Regions from separate parts of the Pan troglodytes genome. Here region 2 is linked to region 1. Evidence: chromatin contacts called from public Hi-C data. All regions are on one chromosome and are shown on one strand. The core of a region is the stretch at or near the end of the contact, and the rest is flanking DNA. Distances in the headings are between cores, read along the strand shown.

Region 1 (4,727 bases), core at 597-3,096:
CATCTAATCAGCTGCCAGTGAGGCCAGAATATAAAGCAGGCAGAAGAATGTGAAAAGACTAGCGTGGCCTAGCCTCCCAGCCTACACCCTTCTCCTGTGCTGGATGCTTCCTGCCCTCGAACATTGGACTCCAAGTTCTTCAGCTTTGGAACTTGGACTGGTTTCCTTGCTCCTCAGCTTGCAGACGGCCTATTGTGAGACCTTGTGATCCTGTGAGTTAATACTTAATAAACTCCCCTTTATGTATATCTATATCTCTCTCTATATATATATATCCTATTTTATATAATGTTATATAATATATAATATAATTCTTTATATATAATTCTATATATATCTCCCTCTCTTATTAGTTCTTTCCCTTGTGATCCTGTGAGTTACTACTTAATAAACTCCCCTTTATATATATATCCTATTTTACATATATCCTATCCTATTATATATATTATATATAATACAATAATTCTTTATATATAATAATTCTCTCTCTATATATATCCCATTAATTCTTTCCCTTGTGATCCTGTGAGTTAATACTTAATAAACTCCCCTTTATATATATATATATATCCTATTATATATATATATATCCTATTTTTTATATATATATCCTATCCTATTATATATCTATCCTATTAGTTCTTTACCTCTAAGAACCCTGACTAATGCAGGGGGGATTGGGCAAAGGGGGCAGGGAGTGTTCCAGGCAGAGGGAGCAGCATGAGCAAGACTCTGCAACAGGAGGAAACGTAGGGTACCCAATGAAACTGTGCAGCTGGAACCCAGAGCTCAGGGCACGGTGGTGCAGGGAAGTTCAAGAGGCCGGCAAGGGGTTCTTTTGTTTGTTTTGTTTTGTTTTGTTTTATTATTTCTTTTAGAGATAGGGTCTTGCTTTGTTTCTGAGGCTGGTCTAGAATTCCTGGGCTCAAGCAATCCTCCCACCTTGGCCTCCCAAAGTGCTGGGATTACAGGTGTGAGCCACTGCACCCTGCCACGTTCTTGTACCTTTAGAAAGGTGCTTTCAGAAAGAACTCTGGAAAGACGGTGTGTCCACCCACATGCTCATTCTTGCTGATTTCTCTCTGGCTTTTGGGAGCCTCAGCCCTCTACCCCCAGAAGGGCAGCTCTGTGGATTACCCCAGCTACAGGGACGGGAGGAAGAACTGTAGAGCCTGGGGTCATCCAGGTATTCCTCAAGGACTGGACAGAAAGGCGTGGATATTGAAGGCAGCTAGTCATGTGCCCAGGTCAGGGGCAGTGGAGACCACCAATGAACCACAGCTTGGGAGAGAGGGGCCTCCAGGAGGCCATGCTGTGTAACTCCCAAGAGTGGCAGAGACCAGGGAGTTGGAGCCGCCAGCAGCCTCACAGCCATCTTGTGCCTTCTGAGAGGCCCCCTGCTTTTCTTTTCCCTGGGGCCCCACTTGTGCCGCATCACTCCCATGCCTGTAGCCTACCCCCATCCTGGTATCTCCCAGCCAGAGACCATTGAGGGCAGAGGTGAGGTGTTACTGGTGTTATTGATCACCCTCTCTGAGCACTGGTACAGAGGAGGTATAGACAAGTGGAGGCACTGAGGACAGAGGAATAAATGAGATGAATGCCCCAGCCTCCTCTCTGAGCTGACGTGGAGTCCCTCTGGCCTTCCCTGCCGGCTGGCCCTGTGTCTTGGAGGAGCTGGGCTCCTGCAGGTGGGCAGGCCTAGCTGCAGGGAGCAGCTGGCAAGCAGATGCCTGTGGCCTGCAGTACCTTGGCGCTGGCTTGGTTCTGCGGGGCACAAACAGGTCTGACAAGTTCCTCAGCAGCAGAGACAGGGCTCGGTCCGTGATTTCTAGGAAAGTCAAAGTCTTGGAGAGCAAGCGGAGCCAGGCTTGGGGTGGAGGGAGGAGCTCCTCTGCCATGTACCTGTCCCCTGTGTCCTGAGCCCAGAGCTCCAGACTGATGGTGGTGCTTCTCTCTCCCGCCTCCCACAGAGGGAACAGGAGCTCAGCAGTGGGGAAAGAGGAGGGGAGACCTTTCACTGTGGCCAAGGGGTAGGGGAGTGTGGCCCCTGTGGTTAAGCAGCTACCGTCAAAGCCAGGGCTGGCCCTCTGCAGGGTCCAACATGCCACTCTCCTTGGCCTCCTTCCTCCTGGCCTCTCAGGGTCTGAATTCTACCCCTCAACCCACAGCCTCCAATCCTTGGCTCCAGGGACCTGCTCCCCCAACCTCAGCCACCCGATTCCAGGGTCACACCTTAGACCTGCTCTTCTCTTCCTTAAACACTCGGTTCTTGTTTCTTACTTTTCTTTCCTTTCCCTCCCTCCCTTCCCTCCCTCCCTCTCTCTCTCTTTCTTTCTTTCTCTCTCTTTCTCTCTCTCTCTTGCTTTCCTTTTTTCTTTTTCTTTCTTTCTCTGTCTTCCTTCCTCGCTCCCTTCCTCCCTCCCTTCCTTCCCTCCTTTCTTTTCTTTTCTTCTCTTTCTCTCTCTTTCTTTCTCTCTTCCTCCCTTCCTCCCTCCCTCCCTTCCTCCGTCCCTGCCTCCCTTCCTCCATTCCTCCCTCCCTCCATTCCTCCCTTCTCCCTTTTCTTCTTTCCTCCTTTCCTTTCCTTTCTTTTCTTTATTTTTTTTTCTTTTCTTTTTGTTGATACAGGGCCTCAGGATCTCTCTCTATCACCCAGGCTGGAGTGCAGTGGTACAATCACAGCTCACTGCAGCCTTGAACTCCTGGGCTCAAGTGATTCTCCTGCCTCAGCCTCCCAAGTAGCTGGGACTACAGGTGTGTGCCACCATGCCTGGCTAGTTTTTTCGTATTTTTAGTAGAGATGATGTTTGGCCATGTTGGCCGGGCTGGTCTCAGATTTCTGACCTCATGTGATCTGTCTGCCTCGGCCTCCCAGGGGCCGGGGTTACAGGCATGAGCCACTGCATCTGCCCAACAGTTCCTTAGATATAACACCCAAAGCACAAGCAGAAATAGCTAAAATAGACTTCATCAAAATGTAAAATTGTTGTACATCAAAGGGCACTATCAAGAGAGTACAAAGACATCCTACAGAATGGGAGAAAATATTTGCAAATCACATATCTAAAAGGGTCCAGGCTGGGCGTGGTGGGCTCTTGCCTGTAATCCCAGAACTTTGGGAAGCCAAGGTGGGAAGATTGGTTGAGCCCAGGAGCTCAAGACCAGCCTGGGCAGCTCTCCAAATAAATAAATAAATAATAAAATAAAATAATATAGAAAGTAACCAGGTGGGGTGGCTCATGTTTATAGTCCCAGCTACTTGGGAGGCTGAGGTGGGAGGATTGCTTAAGCCTGGGAGAATGAGGCTGCAGTGAGCTGTGATGGTGCCACTGCACTCCAGCCTGGGTGACAGGGTGAGACCCTGTCTCAAAAATAAATAAATAGACAAATAAATTAAAATAAAAAGATCTAGTATCTAGAATATATAAAGAACTTCTAAACTCAGCAACAAAAAAGTGTAACACAATTTTAAAATGGGCAATGAACCTGAACAGATTTCTCCCAAGAGATACAAATGGCCAATAAAAACATGGTAAGATGCTCAATGTCATTATCCATTAGAGAAATGCAAATCAAAACCCAAATGAAATACCACTTCATACCCATTAAGATGGTTATAATTTTGGAAGAAAAAAAAACAGAAAATAACAAGTGTTGGCAAGGATGTTGAAAAATTGAAACCCTTGTACATCACTGGTGGGAATACAAAATGGTGTAACCTTTTTGTAAAGCAATTTGGCAATTCCTCAGAAAGTTAAATATAGAGTTACCATATGAACCAGTAATTTCACTCCTAGGTATATGCCTAAGAGAATTGAAAACATATATTTACACAAAAACTTGTACACAAATGTTCATAGTAGCGTTATCCATAATAGCTAACAGAAATATCTCAAATGTGCATCAACTGATGAATAAACAAAATGTGATCTATCCATAAAATGGAATCTTATCTGGCTACAGAAAGGAATGAAGCCAGGTGTGGTGGCTCATGCCTGTAATCCCAACAATTTGGGAGACTGAGGCAGATGGATCACCTGAGGTCAGGAGTTCGAGACCAACTTGACCAACGTGGTGAAACCCTCTCTCTACTAAAAATACAGAATTAACCAGGTGTGGTGGTGTACGCCTGTAATCTCAGCTACTCGGGAGGCTGAGGTTGGAGAATCACTTGAACCCAGGAGGCAGAGGTTGCAGTGAGCCAAGATCATGCCACTGCACTCCAGCCTGGGCAACAAGAGTGAAACTCTGTCTCAAAAATAAATAAATAAATAAACAAATAAAGTCTACAACAAGGATGAACCATGAAAATGTTATGCTAAGTGAAAGATGCCAGACACAAAAGGCCATGTATTGCAGGATCCTATTTATATGAATGTCCGGAACAGGCAAATCCATAGAGACGGGCAGTAGTAGCTTCATGGTTGCCAGGGGCTGAGTGCAGGAAGAATAAGGAGTGACCACTAATGAATTTCATTTTGTGGTGATTAATATTCTGTTTGTAAATAGTGGTAAAAGGCAGGGCGCGGTGGCTCATACCTGTAATCCCAGCACTTTGGGAGGCCGAGGCGGTTGGATCACCTGAGGTCAGGAGTTCGAAACCAGCCTGGCCAACATGGTGGAACCCCGTCTCTATTAAAAATACAAATGTTGGCCGGGCATGGTGGCACGTGTCTGTAATCCCAGCTACTTGGGAGGCTGAGGCAGGAGAATCGCTTGAACCC
Region 2 (4,727 bases), core at 654-3,153, 80 kb after region 1:
CCCAAGAGGGCATCTGCAAAGAGCAGGACTGTGGGTTGTGGGCAAGACGTGGAGGGGAGGTAGAGGAGAGAAGGGGACCCCCTACACCAGGAGGAATTTGCAGGCTTCACCAGGGAAATAGGAAGGCACCCCCTGCCCCAGGGAGGTGGGCAGGGCATAGAGGGCATTTTCCAAATTGTACAGCCACAGGGACCACTCTGCCCAGAACTCCACTCACACCCTCCAACCCCCTAGTCACACAGACACACATTCACACACACACACTACAGTCGTACACACACAGACATGCATTCACATATACACTCACTGACATACAGATACCTACTCACAGGCACACACAGACATGCATTCACATACACACTAATGCAGAGACACACACAGACATTCACACAGAGTCACACTTACACACAGACATGTATTTACACATTCAAATGAATACACACACTAACACACAGAGACACACACAAACACGCACACACAGACATGTAGTCACACACCAGATGCACACACATACACTAACACACAGAGCTGTACTCACGTAGACCACACACATACACACATAGGCATCATCACTACGCTAATGTCTCTCAATGTCCTACGACAGGTGTGCATGGCCTTGCCTTGCACTGAGGTGCCCCTGCAGTATTGGGGTTCCACCGTAGTACTGGGGTCCACTCACCCATAGACCGTGCATCTCCAGCTTCATGCGCAGGAATTTCCCGATGCCACAGGGCCTTTTGCTGGGGAAGATGCTGGTCTGCCCAAAGTCAACGTGGAATCTGGGCAGAGCCAGAATGACCTGCCCCAGGCTTGGGAGCCGAGCATATAACCCCCCTACACACAGCGCCATTCAGACCCTGGCACCCCACCGTTGGGCTCCCTAAAGATGTGTCCATTCTGCTTGACTTAAACACTGTATTCCTGGTTGGTCCTTCAGTGACAGAGGAGGGAGGAAGAGGCTGTGGCTTGCAGGACAGGGGGTCAGGATATGGGCAATGGCTTGGGGACCTCCTACTTGTAAGGAACCAGGGTGGGGTCCTATTGGGTGGACAGGAGACGCTGCAGCCCTGGCCTCACTGCCTCCTGGGATCCTCTGCCACAGGTCCCACCCCGCAGCCCATCCTGGGCCTGCGACCCAAAGCCTGTGCCTCCTGTCCCCTGTCCCTCCCAGTGCACCCTGAGCCCACCCTACCCAGCCCCCGCCACCCCACTCAGCCCCCGCCACCCCTGCTGCACTCCCAGGGCTGACCTTCTTCCCTGCCCAGGCTGGACATCCCGCCTCTCTTGCCTCCCCCTTGACCTCCCTGATGGGACTAAGTGGAGGCTTCTGTTCATGGAAACTGGGGTTAAGGAAGCAAACTACAGGGCCTGGGATCAAGGTCAGGTCCAAGGTCAGGGCTGAGTCAGCCCTGACTTCCTTCCTCCCGCCTCTTCCCCCGGGCATCCAGGCCCTTAGGTGTCAGGAGTTACAGCCTTGCCCTCGCCTCCTGCTCCTCTGGCCGAGGCCAGGGCGGCCCCTTCCTGTCCCCCCTGCCCGTCGTTCGCTCCCCGAGGGCGCAGCAGAAGCACGGGGAACTCCGGACCCCACGAGCCGCCCTGGACGAGGTCGAGCCGCCGCTTCCCCCGGACGCCGCTAGGTGGCGCCGCGCTAACGAGGATCGGGATAGACCGGAGGGGCCGCGCTGCCACCAACCGGGTCCCCACTCCCCAGGTCCTCACTCCCCGGGCCCCAGCCTCGCCCCAAAGCTCAAACACGCACCCGGGGACCCTTCCACCACCCTCCCTCCCCACCCCTGGCATCCTTAGCCCTCGGCAGCTCCCGTGGTCCCAGGGGCCTCTCCGGTCCCTCAGCAGGAGACCTGGAGTGCACGGCCTGTCCATGCCTCTGGGACGCAGGACAAAGTGGACGAATAGGAATCAACCGTGGGGAGGGAGGGGCCACCCAGGAGAATCCCAGTCCACGGAGTAAGGGAGGGTGGCATGCTGAGTGCCAGGCAGAAGGCCTGGCCCAGGCGGTGCTCCCTAAGTGAGGGTGCACCCTCACTTACATCCTTCCAGGATAGTTCCTCTTCACATCCTTCCAGGATAGTTCCTCGCCTAGGCGTTTTCTCCCTCAGTTTGGGGGTAGTGGTTTTTAGGGCCCCGTGTGAGAGTGAGAAGGCTCAAGGGTGCCACTACCCCAAAACCAAGGGGGCAAGGGGCAGACCCCAACTGTACCAGGAGCAAGGAGCTGCTTTAATTTACTCCTCCCAACATGTCTATCAGACATTTTACCAACGAGGAAGATGGGCTCAAAGCCCAAGGTCACATGGGGGTGGATGGCCAAGGCAGGGTTGGAACCCAGGTCTGGCAGATGCCCTTGCCATGCCCTGGGGTGCCCCAACTCTGACCACAATGAGCCCTTCCAGCTCCTTCCCAGCCCAAAACTAAACCCTGAGGTACAGTTACTGGGCCATGCTCAGACGTCCCTGACTCTATGCTCTACCTCTGTCCCTCTGAGACTCCCACTGTCCTACAGCCGCCTTCTGGTCTTTGCAATGGCTGATCGTCCTGCCGGGAAAGGTGTTTCCCCAGCCTCACCAGGGCCCACTCTGGCATCAACTCCTACAGGAAGCCCTCCCTGATTGATCCCTAAGTGGAGGCTTCGGTTGGGTCCCAGCCTCAGGAAACTGGCATCAGAGCCTCCCATGGTCCCGGGCTCAGACACAATAGTGAACTCAGCCAGGTGAAGGAAGAGCTGAGAGCCCACCACCACCACGATGCTGGTCCATCAGCAGCCTGTACCACGCCCCAAACACCCCATTTACAAAGAAACTTTTCAAAGGGCATTTAGGGCAGATGATAAAACTATGGCCCAGAGAGGCCAAGTGACTAGTGCAGAGTCACACAGCAAACCAGAAGAGACTAGACACCAACCAAGATCTGTCACTATATTCATAAAAGAAAAGAAGGCTGGGTGCGGTGTTTCGTGCCTGTAATCCCAGCACTTTGGAAAGTCAAGGGGGGCAGTTCGCTTGAGCCCAGGAGTTTGAGACCAGCCTGGGCAACATAGTGAGACCTCATCTCTACTAAAAATGTAAAAATTAGCCCAGCATGGGGACGTGTGCCTGTTGTCCCAGCTACTCAGGAGGCCGAGGCAGGAGAATTGCTTGAGCCCAAGAGGTGGAGGCTGCAGTGAACCGTGATTGTGCCACCGCACTCCAGCCTGGGTGACAAAGCAAGGCCCTGTCTCTAAAAAGAGAAAGAAAATAAAAGGAAGACCAAAAGCAATGAATTTAAAACACACACACACACACACACACGCATGCATGAGTGCATGCATGTACTTAAGTGGTAGGGCAAAGTGCCGCTGGGGACTGCAGCTGGGAGAGAGGGTGACTCAGTGCCAAGATGCCCTGCACAGGGCCCCATGCTTCTGAGAACAGTCCAGAAGCCGCTCCCAGCATGCAGCTAAAGCCATCCTCTCCTGTGGACACATCCCTGGGGACAGACCCCGTCTGTCATCACCTGGCTTGGGTAACCCAGAAAGCTCTGCCCTCCAGGCACCAGGACAGTGTCACCCATAATGAATGCCCCGGAGCACCTAGGGGTAAGTTGAGCTGGGTCAGGCCGGGCCAGTCCAGGCAGCCCCCAGGGACCCCAAAACCCACTGGCATCTACCTCTCAGGGTCTCAGGCTGAGAGCCATAGGTGCTGGGGGACATTCTGGAAAGTGCCCCCAAGAAGGCTTCACAGAGCAAGTCCTACACTTGGGAGTTGGATCCAGGTTCAGCCCCTGCTCTGCCCTACCTCGGTGTAGCCCTGAGTGCTTCTTTGAGTTTCATTAATACAACCATGGGCTGGGGTGGGTGGGCACGGAGTAGCATGTGCTGGAGAGAGAGAGAGAGAGAGACAGAAAGAAAGAGAAGGCACATGCATATCATACGTATCTTCACACTACTACTTCTTCTCTTTTTTTTTTTTTTTTTTTTTTGAGACAGGGTCTTGCTCTGTTGCCCAGACTGGAGTGCAATGGCATCATTGAACTCCTGGCCTCAAGCAATCCTCCCACCTCGGTCTCCCAAGTAGCTATGACTACAGGCACATGCCACCACACCTGGCTCATTTTTAAAATTTTTTTGTAGACATGGAATCTTGTGCTATGTTGCCCAGGCTGGTCTTGAACTCCTAGTCTCAAGTGATTCTCCTGCCTCGGCCTCCCAAAGTGCTAGGATTACAGGCATGAACCACCCCTGGCTCCTCTCTCTCTCTTTTTCTTTCTTTCTTTCTCTTCTTTGTTCCTTCCTTCTTTTTTTTTTTTTTTTTTTTGAGATGGAGTCTCGCTCTGTCACCCAGGCTGGAGTGCAGTGGTGTGATCTTGGCTCACTGCAACCTCCACCTCCAGGGTTCAAGCAATTCTCCTGCCTCAGCCTCCCCAGTAGCTGGAACTACAGGCACCCGCCACCATGCCAAGCTAATTTTTTTTGTTTTTTTTTGAGACGGAGTCTCGCTCTGTCGCCCAGGCTGGAGTGCAGTGGCGTGTTCTCCACTCACTGCAAGCTCCACCTCCCGGGTTCACGCCATTCTCCTGCCTCAGCCTCCCAAGTAGCTGGGACTACAGGCGCCCGCCACCACGCCCGGCTAATTTTTTGTATTTTTAGTAGAGACGGGGTTTCACCATGTTAGCCAGGATGGTCTCGATCTCCTGACCTCGTGATCCGCCCTGCCTTGGCCTCCCAAAGGGCTGGG

The links. Hi-C and Micro-C count contacts between places; a contact is called where the count stands out from the background.
Region 2: a Hi-C map of induced pluripotent stem cells shows a contact between it and region 1, with 1.8 times the contacts expected there. The contact joins two enhancer-like sites. A contact is called at or near these places in 2 of 7 Hi-C or Micro-C datasets (induced pluripotent stem cells and stem cell-derived neural progenitor cells).

The regions. Positions count from the first base shown.
Region 1 is chr6:111,154,570-111,159,296 of NHGRI_mPanTro3-v2.0_pri, forward strand. No RefSeq gene overlaps it. Among named protein-coding and RNA genes, the nearest start is that of MYL10, 20 kb to the right of the region's middle. Within about 2 kb of position 1,847, at least 2 of the 24 cell types and tissues checked have an H3K27ac peak or open chromatin away from gene starts, as enhancers often do. A contact at or near this core is called in induced pluripotent stem cells, where this site is marked.
Region 2 is chr6:111,234,073-111,238,799 of NHGRI_mPanTro3-v2.0_pri, forward strand. No RefSeq gene overlaps it. Among named protein-coding and RNA genes, the nearest start is that of MYL10, 60 kb to the left of the region's middle. Within about 2 kb of position 1,904, at least 2 of the 24 cell types and tissues checked have an H3K27ac peak or open chromatin away from gene starts, as enhancers often do. A contact at or near this core is called in induced pluripotent stem cells, where this site is marked.